2 separate regions of the Mus musculus genome follow, and region 2 is linked to region 1. A link is a contact called in public HiChIP or PLAC-seq data. All regions are on one chromosome and are shown on one strand. The core of a region is the stretch at or near the end of the contact, and the rest is flanking DNA. Distances in the headings are between cores, read along the strand shown.

Region 1 (5,940 bases), core at 2,235-4,734:
TACTTGAAGAAGACAAAGACCATAACTCTACAATGTTGTGTGACCTTGTGTCACAAAGACCAGATCTCAGATTACAAAGACTGCAGTTGATTTTTTTTCCTTTTCTGTTTTTTTCTTTTTTCTTTTCTTTTTTTTTTTTTTTTTTTTTTTTTTTTTTGCTATTGATTTTATTTATTTTTTTTTTTAGGTATTTGTTTCAGTTACATTTCCAATGTTATCCCAAAATCCCCCACACGCTCCCCCACCCACTCCCCCACCCTCCCACTCCCACTTCTTGGCCCTGGCGTTCCCCTGTACTGAGGCATATAAAGTTTGGAGCTGAGATGAAAGGATGGACCATCTGACTGCCATATCCGGGGATCCATCCCATAATCAGCTTCCAAACACTGACACCATTGCATACACTAGCAAGAGTTTGCTGAAAGGACCCAGATATAGCTGTCTCTTGTGAGATTATGCTGGGGCCTAGCAAACACAGAAGTGGATGCTCACAGTCAGCTATTGGAGGGATCACAGGGCCCCCAATGGAGGAGCTAGAGAAAGTACCCAAGGAGCTAAAGGGATATGCAACCCTATAGGTGAAACAACAATATGAACTACCCAGTACCCCCCCGGAGCTTGTGTCTCTAGCTGCATATGTATCAGAAGATGACCTAGTCGGCCATCACTGGAAAGAGAGGCCCATTGGTCGTGCAAACTTTATCTGCCTCAGTACAGGAGATCGCCAGGACCAAGAAGTGGGAGTGGGAGGGTGGGGGAGTAGGTGGGGGAGCATGTGGTGGACTTTTGGGATAGCATTGGAAATGTAACTGAAATAAATACCTAATAAAATAAATAAATAAATAAAATCAATAGCGAAAAAAAAAAGACTGTGGTTGATTTTTAATCATTTTTATTGCCTCTTTGAAAGATAGAGGGGCCAGGTGTGCACACCTGTAATTGCACCCCTTGGGAAGAGCCAGGGGTGTCAGGAACTGAAAGGTAGCCTAGGATATAGCATGTTAGAGATCAACCTAGGCTATAGGAGTCCTTGACACATAAAAGAATTAATGAGGGAGAGGGAGGGAGGGAGGGAGGTACAGTTTTTAAAACCTGGTTTATTGTTACTAATACTTAGACCCTTTCAATCATTTCCAATCTTTAAGGAAGAGCCAGAAGGAAACCATAGAAGTCATTTTAATAAAGACGAGTTAAAGACATAGAGAAATGATGGTTCTAGAATTTTCTGACAATAATACCTCTACTGTTCTCCACTTTGATTTCAAATCCAGTTGAAAATGGCGTGGGAATATTTTCTGCCTTGAGTTTTTCAAAACTGAGTAATTAAGTACTGAAAGAATCCTAAACTGAGGTTTTTAAGGATGAGCCTTTCATCATATAGATGACAATAGACGACAATAGATAACAATAGAAGCTTTTCCGTCCCGTACAAAGTCAAGCGTAGCATTCCACAGTCCCTTGATTCTTCTACTGACAACTACTGTTTAGAACAAACAGTAAACAAACAAGTAAACTCTCAAAATAAGTTTAAGATGAGTTCCTTTCTAGTCATCCTTTAAAAAATAGCTTATGTCCCATATTTTTTCAAACTATAGCCTTGAGGCAAATGGCTCAAGATTAAAAATCAAAGATGCCCCTTTCTGGAATTGTAATCTATGAGACTTAGCTTCTTCATGCTTCCATTTTGGAAAGAATGACCCACCCCAAGTGCTTTTGTGACTCCCTTCATTGAGAGAAGTCATTCCCATTTGGCTTCCTTGTGCTAAGCAGCATCTTTCCCTCTGACTTGTGTTTAAATCCTTTATCTGTCCAATCTAACCCATGTGACAAGGCTCTGAATCCTTTGGAGACAACGCCAGAGTTTTCTCATGTCTGTGCCTGACCACAGAGCACTGGGTGATGCACATGAAGCACTCAATTTTTTTCACATGAATTGAAAAATACAAGAAAATCAAGGAATAAACATTAATTTGTTGAGGTCTACTATGTGACAGAATAGGACAATAATGTCTTTCACAGATCTTTTTTTTTTCTTTATCATTTTGCTTGTTTGCTTGCTTGCAACATGGTCTTACTGTGTAAGGGAGAAATGGCAGGCACTAAACCATTAACTAAGTTAAATGGCAGATTCACACATTGTTTACTTAACCTTCACAAAACTCCTTTTACAGGTATTATTGTTCTTACTTTACAGGTAAGAAAATTGAGACTGAGAGACAGAAAGAAACAAAAATCTCTCACCTCTGACCCAATTTACAATCTAGTAGAGAAAAACAAGTCATGTATGCCAGAATAGCAAAAGCAGCTCTGAGTATGTATATGTATAACAGTGCTTCAAGCAAATCCAAAGAAAAGAAAAATATTTCTTTAGGAAGAATTTTAAAGATGCTTCCCCATCTTGCCTGGACTAGCAAGGGTAAGATCATGCCAACAGTCAAAGATAAATGCTTTCCAAGAAGCTACAGTCATTACTCTGACAACACAGGTCTCCCTCTGCCTCAGGCAGATTCGTCTGATTAGCAAAATAGCCTATAACATGTAACACACGCTATTTACTGTCTCTTTATTAGGAGTTCCAGACACTTGGTGTGAAGAGTTTTCCATGGATTAATTCATTTAGCAGTTCCAACATCTCATAACAATTCAGATATTTTACAAAAGACAAAGCTTAAAAAAAATAAAGTCATACAACCCTAACAGAGAAATATGTGACTTTTAAGTGACCAGGACAAGAAGGAGTTGGGCTCACATTCAGCCAGCTTCGAGCACACTCATGATGACACGGTACAACCGACTCAAGCTATAGAGCACTTTAGTCAATGAAAAAAAAAAAAAACAAACTCTCAGGTGAAGAATATTAAGTTCTCAAGTTACAAAAGGATATGGAACACTCAATGCCATTTGAAAGCTGAAACAAACTAGGAGCTATCATGAAAGATAACAAAGGAAAGTCCCACGTGATCCAAGGCCAGTTTTGAAGCATTGTGCTTCTAACAGTCCCCTCTTGAGAAGGAACATAAAGTCATAAATCTCTGCCATGCCCACTCCAGCCCTGTTCGTTGTTTGCTTTTTAACACCAGCCTTTTCATCTGCTCTTTCCTGCTTTTTTTTTTAATCGGTTACTAACCTCGCCCTATAAACAGACCCTGACATCAGCCCTGTGGGGCTGTATCCTTATGATGATGGTGGCAGTGATGAAGACGGTCACAATGACAAGTACCCACAGCTATGAGGATGACTTCACAAAGAATCCGAAAGGACAGCTCACTTTAGTAAATACTTGGTGCCTTAGAAAGAACGATGGATGTGTTTACCTTAATCCCCACTAACATTTAACCGTTAAGTCTCTAGAATGAAAGCAATAAGGAAGGTCACCAAGAAATATGGGGACTTCACTCAACACCTATATGCAAATATTCTGGCCGTGATTCAAATTCCCGAGCGAAGCACACACATAAATGCCCTTCTGTGCTGCTCCTTCTCACTGGAGCAGTGCGACCATGGTGCCAGGGCTGCAGGTCCTTCTGTTCCTCACCCTGCATCTCCTGCAGAACACAGAGAGCTCCATGGTGCATCTCAACAGCAATGGATATGAGGGTGTGGTCATTGCCATTAACCCCAGTGTGCCGGAGGACGAAAGGCTCATCCCAAGCATAAAGGTAAGAAGGGGTTTTATTGTCAGGTCAATAATTCTGTTGCCTGCACATCCAAACTCACACACACAGTTACACATTCACACACACAGTTACACACTCACACATATGGTTTTACCCTCCCAAGGGGCGCTTTGACCGTCTTCATCATGTCTGCAGTATTATCTTCAGTCAAGATGGGAATCTGCTTAGCTTTATATCTTTATTATATATTAAATTCTATGGTCAAGCTGTTAATAATTTATTAAGTAGGTGAGGTAATAGACTTGAGAGCAAGTGGAGTTTCCACACTCTATCTTAGTAATGGTGGTTTACAAACTATAGAGCAAATGCACACTCCAGCTCCACTTAGGAAAACCGAAAACCCTTACCTGGCTTACCTTAAAGAAATCTTACACGTTTTAAAATTGATTTGTTTCTACTTTTACTTTTACCAGTATAATAAAAGATTTTAGCATATAGTGCTGGAATATGTACTCAGTTCTTAGATCCTCTCAGGACCAAGATCTGACTAAGAAGGACTCTAACTCTTACGTAAGTAAGAAATTAAGTGATTTACAGTCATAAAATTAATGACTAAACTGAAATTAATCAGCCTTTCTTATTTTTATTTTTACCACTTGGTAAAACTTGGTCTTTTACGACACTTGGTGTTAATTAGAAATGTCTACTATACTTATTTCGAGTTGTCTCTTCTCTAAGTATAGTGTGCTGATTAAAGACAAAGTTAATATCAAGTGCAACAATACACCAAACTTTAAACTCACAAAGTTATGTAACTGGGGCCTTAAGAATAAAAGATTCAGGAAGTGAGAAGTCTTTGTCGTTCAAGAGAGACGCTCTGTGCACAACACATTAGCTCCCAGGATGCGCTAGGTGAAAACAAACATATGAAGAACAAATCCAAGTAGCTTAGCTTCCCTCCATTCTCTGAGCCCTGACCCAAGCCATCTCCAGTCCACTTGCCGAAGTGTCCTTCTTCTTCATTTTGAGCATATGGCCTTCCTGCTCTGGTCTCCAGCAACCCTGCTTCTTGCGCTCGGTCCTCCGCACAGGCTGAGTGTGCCTTGGGCATTCAGGGATGCTTTCTAGTGCAGAAAAGCGTGGATTATCTCCACTCGTTCTCTGCTGCTGCCGGTGCTTTGGATTCCTTGCTGCTCCTCCTAATGCTGTTTGGCTTCTGCGTCTGGATCAGCTCCTTCTAACAGCACAGGAGAGAGCTCGTGCTTGTTTGTCCGAGCTGCACAGAGGAGGGAGTGCAGCCGTTTTGATTGACAGCACGCACTTTTCCAAGGACCGTTAGACTCTTACACCGGCCGACAGATGCAGCAGCAGGAGGAGAACAGCCAGCTTCCTACTTGCCATTCATTGGCACTCCAAGCTGCAGCAAGAGTTCGACAGTTGTTGCATGTCCAGAAGAGATGGCTCAATGTGGCACAGGTCTGCTGTCCTCATCAGCCCTAGCAGCCAGGGATGTTGGCCACGATGCCTCTATTCAACTCCACCCTTCCACTGTAGGCCAGGGTGCTGACTGTTGATTTAGCCTCTGACCCCTCCATCTCATTTTCTGAGCATCTCCCACAGACTTCCAATCCTAATTACTTTTATAACTGACCCAACATCTTCATTCCCATCTTCAGTCTATACTCCGGACTACAAACAAGGTAAAAGCAGGCATGAATTTGTACACATGAAAAGAAACATACAGACGTGAGATTTTGTAAAATCATTCTATTTAAGGGCTTCGATTTGTGTCGTTTGTGTATACATCTTTAATGCTAACTTTGTTGTGTGGCATTATTAACACAATGCACTTTTCGTTTTGTCAGGAAATGGTAACTCAAGCCTCCACTTACCTGTTTGAAGCCACAGAAAGAAGATTTTATTTCAGAAACGTGAGCATTTTAGTTCCCATAACCTGGAAGTCAAAAACTGAGTACTTAACACCAAAACAAGAATCATATGACCAAGTAGGTGTCACATCTATCTTCTAAACTGCTTCCTGTCCCTTTTACAGATGAATCCTTGTACCTTTGGGTGAATGCTAATTCTGTCGGGAATGAAACTAGGAAGATGGCCTTTATCAGTTAAGTGAGACAGTCCTAGTTTGTAAAGTCTCTTGCCTGGAGTCTGACTGGGTTTGCTGTTCTGTGTTTTAGGCAGACGTCATAGTTGCCGATCCTCACCTGCAACATGGAGACGACCCCTACACCCTTCAGTACGGACAGTGTGGGGACAGAGGACAGTACATACACTTCACTCCAAACTTCCTACTCACTGATAACTT
Region 2 (5,940 bases), core at 1,788-4,287, 220 kb before region 1:
TTATAGAGATTTAGGCAGCAGCAAAAAGAGGAAAGTGTGATGCAAACAGCCCCAGTGATCCAAAAAGGAAATGAGTTCCCGGCTAAACATGAGCTTGGCTATTACAGACACTGAGCTGAGGTTCTGCTTCCCTTCCTATAAAAATGCCAAATAATAGGAGACATACATTCTCTTTATAGAAAAACATAATTTTAGTTCCTGTTAAAAAGCATTAGCTAAAACAAAACAGAAATCTCACGAATGGTGCTATCTCTAAAAATAATCTCTAGGACCATTTTTAATCATTTTTATTTCTAAAAATAGAAAAACTTTAAGACTAACTCTCTCTCTCCTCTTTGATTTGTTTGGTTTGATTTAGTATTTTTGTTTTTGATTGTTTGCTTGTTTGTTTGGTGCTGGAAATGATACCCAAAGATTTGTGCCTATTAGGCATGTGCTTCCTGGATGAGCCACTCCCACCTCTCTGGTCCTCTCATGTACCTTCTGGAGCAATACTTCCTGTACCTAAAGCCCAGCTCCCCCATTTACTGCTGTATAACGTGGAGCAAGTTACTTAGCTCTGCATCTCTGTTTCACCATCAATAAATGCATGGCAAAAAATTTATCCTCTTCATTGCCTTGCTACGGGAATTAAATATTTGATATAGCAAGATACTTAAATTACCTGGCCACAGTAGGCAGCCAGTAAACATCACTTATTATAGTTGAAAAACATCACTAGATAGCTTCATTAATCCACATGATTTTTATACTATTTATGTCAGGAACCAAAAGAGGGGGCCCTGGGGAAGAGGGGGAAGGGGAAGACCCATACCCTGCCAGAGTACCACCTGTGCTCTGGTCAGTCAGGCATGGGAGGGCTGCTATCTACCTTCCACTCATCACCAGGTGGGCATCTAAGCCTCTGACCCACTCTTTCGGAGGGGGGGTTGAAAGGGGCAGCCCTACCTGGGAGCCCCAGGCTACTTTGCTAAAGCCACTGGGGGGTTATAGGAGAGAGGGAAGAGGTTCTCAACACCTGCGAGAGTGAGTGCAGCAGATCTTGATGAGCAGAGACTCTCTATGGTTTTAGAGCTTTATTATAGAAAGGCAGAGAGAAAGAGAGAAGGTAGAAAAGAGAGAGAGAGAAAAGGCTAGAGGGAAAGAGAGAGTAAGAGGGAGAGAGTGAGAGGAGAGAGGAGAGGAGAAGACAAAGAGAGAGGAGAGAGGAGAGAGGGTGAGAGTGAGGGGTAAGAGGGAGACAAGTAACAGAGCGAGGTGGGGGCCTAACAGCCCCTCTTAAAGTATGCTGTCTTATCTTATTGTTGCTAGGTAACTGGGGAGGAGTTTAGCCTGCAGGTCAGAAGCTTGGTTAGCCATGCTTCTCTTGTGGAGGCTGTGGGGGGCGGTAACTTAGGCAGAAGCCAGAGTTCCAGGAGCATAAGGGAACGCCTACCGTGCCATGTAAGTGAATTATTGTCATTTTGGGGGTTCAGACCTCAGCTCAACTGGAGACCAGCTTGTCTGACCACAGCCCAATGCCCCACATATTTATATGCACACAACCTTCAAATTCATAATTTAAAAATTAATAAATCTAGTTTAAATCTTTTAAATCTTAAAATCCATATCTAACTAATTCTATTTTAGGGGAATCATAAACCTTATAACCTAATTTTTGGTCTGACTCCTTGGTTGTCTTCTATCAAACTGCACCAATTAGAAACTATTTTAGGAACTACTTTTAAAATATTTGTTCTTTATTGTGAGTGTACAGGCTAAGGCAAGTGTGTGGATCTCAGAGGACAGCTTGTCACAACTGGTTCTCTTTCCACCACAGGGCTATAGGAGCCTTTCTTCCACCATTTCATATTCAAATCTATTACCAACTTGTGTCTGTGAATCATGCATTGACCTATTCTTTCCTACCTCCCCCTGAAGTCACCACAGATGGCTGCCACCATCTTCCCTCAAGGTGACTACTGGATGGCTCTTTTTAAATGGCTTCCTGCTTAGTGGCATTTGATCCATTTACTAAGGACCCATCAGAAAGCAAAATGATGAATTTTGTCACTTCCTGTTCTTCACAGCACTGGGATTAAAATCTACACTGGTCCCTGAGGTCAGTTATGACCTGCTCTCCTGTCTCATCTCAAGGTGTTCCGCTTTCTGTTTGTAGTGCTGGAGATTAAACCCAGGGCACGCTGCCTTCCAGGCAAGTGTGCTACTCTATTTCTGAGCTGTAGCTACAGTCACCCACTTTTTAGCTTAGTCTCTCTAACACGCAACTTTTCTGAGCCGAAGTTTTCATGCTAGCGGCTCTCTTTTCCTAGGACATCTCTTCCTTCATGTCTTACCTGGCCATCTCAGCCCAAAGGAAACTTGAAAGTTATATCCTCAGTACCACCCTGAATGGTGGGAGCTTGAAGAGCACCCTGCTCTTTATTATTCTGGATTAGTCACACTTTATAAATATCTATTTACTGATATGACTGCCACTTACATCATGACTCATAAAATCTCATGGGGGAGGACTTTGGTCTGATTCATAGCACAGTGATATGACCCGATGAACCAATATGTGTGGAGGGAATAAACAGGTGAATGAACGCATTATTGACTAAGTAAACTCCGAGTTCTAATGCTGTCTCAACAATCTGGCAAGACTGCTCAGGAAATTTTTAATTTGCTATTTGACTTTCTCTTTGTGCTCCAGATAATATTCAAATGAATGCTCCCAAAAACTTGGGCCACAGACCTGTGAAGGAGAGGTGGGGCTTCAGTCGAGTGAGCTCGGGAGGCTCCTTCTCCGTGCTGGGAGTCCCAGACGGCCCCCACCCTGACATGTTTCCACCGTGCAAAATTACTGACCTGGAAGCCATGAAAGTGGAAGACGACGTCGTCCTCTCTTGGACGGCACCTGGGGAAGACTTCGATCAGGGGCAAAGTAGGCTTGCTGATTTGTTTCATAAGTACCTTTCCACAGACAGTATCTTCCCAACACCCCCCCCCCCACTGTGTGTGTGTAGTCATTTTTTATTGTTTTCCATATCAACATTACAAAAAGCTTCACTAGTTAAAGCAAAAGCTAGAGACAGCTCAATAACACAACATGAACTTTACACAATTACTCATAGGGAGGATGACATCATTTTTTTGATTCTTGCTTTCAAAAAAATATCAAGTGCTCCTGGCTCACATTTTAGCATGAGTCTTTACATTGCAACTTGGTATTCAGTGATTTCTCACACGTATATTCCTTGATAGTTTGACTTTTGTGGTTATTTTCATTACTAATCTTCACCAACTAAAAACCTTATACAAATTGATCATACGCTCCTGTGTGTATTTTTAATTTCAGCTACAAGCTATGAAATAAGAATGAGCAGAAGCCTATGGAACATTCGGGATGACTTTGACAATGCCATCTTGGTGAATTCGTCAGAGCTAGTTCCTCAGCATGCTGGCACCAGGGAGACATTTACATTCTCACCCAAGCTTGTCACCCATGAACTTGATCATGAACTTGCTGAAGATGCACAAGAACCCTACATAGTGTATGTGGCCCTGAGAGCCATGGATAGAAGCTCCCTCAGGTCAGCTGTGTCAAACATTGCCCTGGTATCAATGTCTCTTCCTCCAAACTCTTCTCCTGTAGTGAGCAGAGATGATCTGATCCTGAAAGGAGTTTTAACAACAGTAGGTTTGATAGCAATCCTTTGCCTTATTATGGTTGTAGCACACTGTATTTTTAACAGGAAAAAGAGACCATCAAGAAAAGAGAATGAGACAAAATTTCTATGAACAAGCAGGCACAGTATCTTCCTTCTTAGGTAGGATGGACATGACCTTTACATCCACAAAATAAAATGTGAACAAAATCAAAATAGTCTCGACATGGGGACTTTTACATAATGCAAAAATGCCCTCCCCCCCCCCCCAAAAAAAACCCACCAACTTTTAACTCATTTTGGGAAAGGGTTAGAAAACAGTGTAAGGTTCCAGTTATGGAAAAATAATAAAATATATTGCTCAAGGTAATGGCTTGAAAGGCAAAGGAAGAACAAAATCAAATCGAGTCAAGAAAAGCTTGTTTTATTGAAGTTCAGGTTGGGGGAAGTTCTGGGTACAGAAAAGAATGTTGGGTCTTAGTTAGACAGTGTAACTATCTGTATGATGCAAACATGTTACTTTGATGAATTTCTCATCTCTGCTTATCTGTGCAGAGAAGGACACATGTTTATACTGACAACCAAGCTGCTTTATAGAAGAGGCCATACTACAGGGTTCTTTATATCTTGTCCTTTGGTTAAATTCACTGTGGCTCACAAGACACCACTAAAGTTCAGATAGGACTTTTCTCACCATGAGAGGAGACCTTAGAATGCAATTGTTGTCCTTGTCCCTTGGATACTGATCTGTAGCAGAGGTCACCGGAGTTTACTGTTTGTAAGACGTTAGTGCCATTGAAGCAGCTTTCTAAGTTATTGGCTTGGAAGTATTGAATGAAAATGGTTACGGCTCCCATGAGGCTTTACAGGTAAAAGACATTATGCTGAAATAATTTTAATATATACACCATATAGTTTTATTCCATCTCAAATAAGAAGTCATGGAAACAATTAGCAAATTCTGCCCCGGTTTAATAAGTACATGCAATTCTTTTCTTCATCAAGGACACAGAGAAGACAGCAGAGAAAATGTGGAAATAAAAATCATCTAATGCTACTTCTTCCTTTTAAAAAATGTTATTTAATAATATTATGTCATTTCTAAATTCAAGAACTTAAAGGTTTATTGAATAAATATTATGTTACAGATGAAGGCTTGGTTTTATAACCAAGATCAATTGAGAATGATTTTGTCACATTTGGGGGACATGGTGCATGGGAAATGTGGGACCTGGAAGGAAAACATTTAAAAAATTAAATAAAATAAAAAGAAAGGACATGATGCCACAGTGAGAGATCTGAAAGAGTAGGAAAAAGCAGCCAGGGATTCTCTCTGCCCCTGCTGCCTCCCTGGAATTCTTGTAGCTGTGCATGTCTGCCATTGGCATCAGGTTTCCCAGTGCCTACATCTCCAAGGGCTGGGAGCTTGGGGGCCTCTACAGCTCAGGTCCCAGATGGAGCTGACTCCTTCTTCCTGTGTTGCCAATATACCTGATAGCCAGGATTCCGCTTCCCCACAGCTTTAAATTGGAGCTGGTGAAATACAGAGATGGGACTCTAAGTAAGGGTTCAAGTTCTTGATATCTTTTCTTATTTTACAGACTGAATGACAGAGAATGGGGTGGAATACAAGGCTCTGTGCTGGAGGGTAACAGAGCTGTATAAATGTGGAGTCATGTTATCAGCTACCCATTCCCTCTGCTATTTAAGAAGGCATGGAGGCTACCAAGGAATGTTTAACTCTTCCCCCATCCATTAGCAGGAGAGAGACACTTGTAGTGTTTGTTGCATGCTTGAATCCCAACATTCAGGAGACTATGGTAGGAGGATAGAGAATTGAGGCCAGACTGGACTATATAGCCAGGATACGTCTCAGAAAACTAAAATACAAGACAAAGAAAGAATAAAAGAAGTTCCCCTGCTTTCTTGTTTTTCCCTCCCATTTTGTGAAAGCAGATTTGACTTCAGTTAGAAATCACTTCGAAGACAGACTTCTAAGTCCTTGACATCAATGACATAAAATCAACACACATACACGGTAGAATGATCTCACCAAGTGGCGAGGATAAAAGCAGAGGAAACAATGATGACATAGGAAATACAGGGAAACAGTGAATTAGAGATCCCAGCAACCAATAGAACAGAGTTGTGCTAAAGTTCCTGTTGATCATTAGTAAATTTTTTAAAAAATAGAAACAGAAAATTGGGACAGGGAGACCAAGGAAGCACGCAGTGTTACTTGCCTGTCAGGTACCACGTGAGTGATGACATCATCACAGAGTTGACCTGA

What was found. HiChIP or PLAC-seq counts read pairs in DNA pulled down with a chosen protein or histone mark.
Region 2: a FOXA1 HiChIP or PLAC-seq map of pancreatic cancer cells shows a contact between it and region 1. The contact joins the enhancer-like site here to the promoter of Clca3b in region 1. A contact is called at or near these places in 20 of 39 promoter capture datasets (the 3T3-L1 cell line, 3T3-L1-derived adipocytes, the C10 cell line and 13 more), 1 of 484 Hi-C or Micro-C datasets (nephron progenitors), 1 of 115 datasets of contacts at active chromatin or transcription factors (pancreatic cancer cells) and 2 of 9 other capture datasets (adipose tissue and embryonic stem cells).

The regions. Positions count from the first base shown.
Region 1 is chr3:144,846,846-144,852,785 of GRCm38.p6, reverse strand. It overlaps Clca3b (chloride channel accessory 3B), which reads left to right and starts at 3,484. Exons shown (of 14, transcript NM_139148.2): 1 at 3,484-3,659; 2 at 5,483-5,623; 3 at 5,813-5,940. The coding sequence starts at 3,501. It also overlaps the pseudogene Gm16215.
Region 2 is chr3:145,069,123-145,075,062 of GRCm38.p6, reverse strand. Clca2 (chloride channel accessory 2) reads left to right here. Exons shown (of 14, transcript NM_178697.5): 13 at 2,696-2,926; 14 at 3,341-4,800. The coding sequence ends at 3,783. Among named protein-coding and RNA genes, the nearest start is that of Clca2, 27 kb to the left of the region's middle. Within about 2 kb of position 3,037, at least 17 of the 459 cell types and tissues checked have an H3K27ac peak or open chromatin away from gene starts, as enhancers often do. A contact at or near this core is called in pancreatic cancer cells, where this site is marked.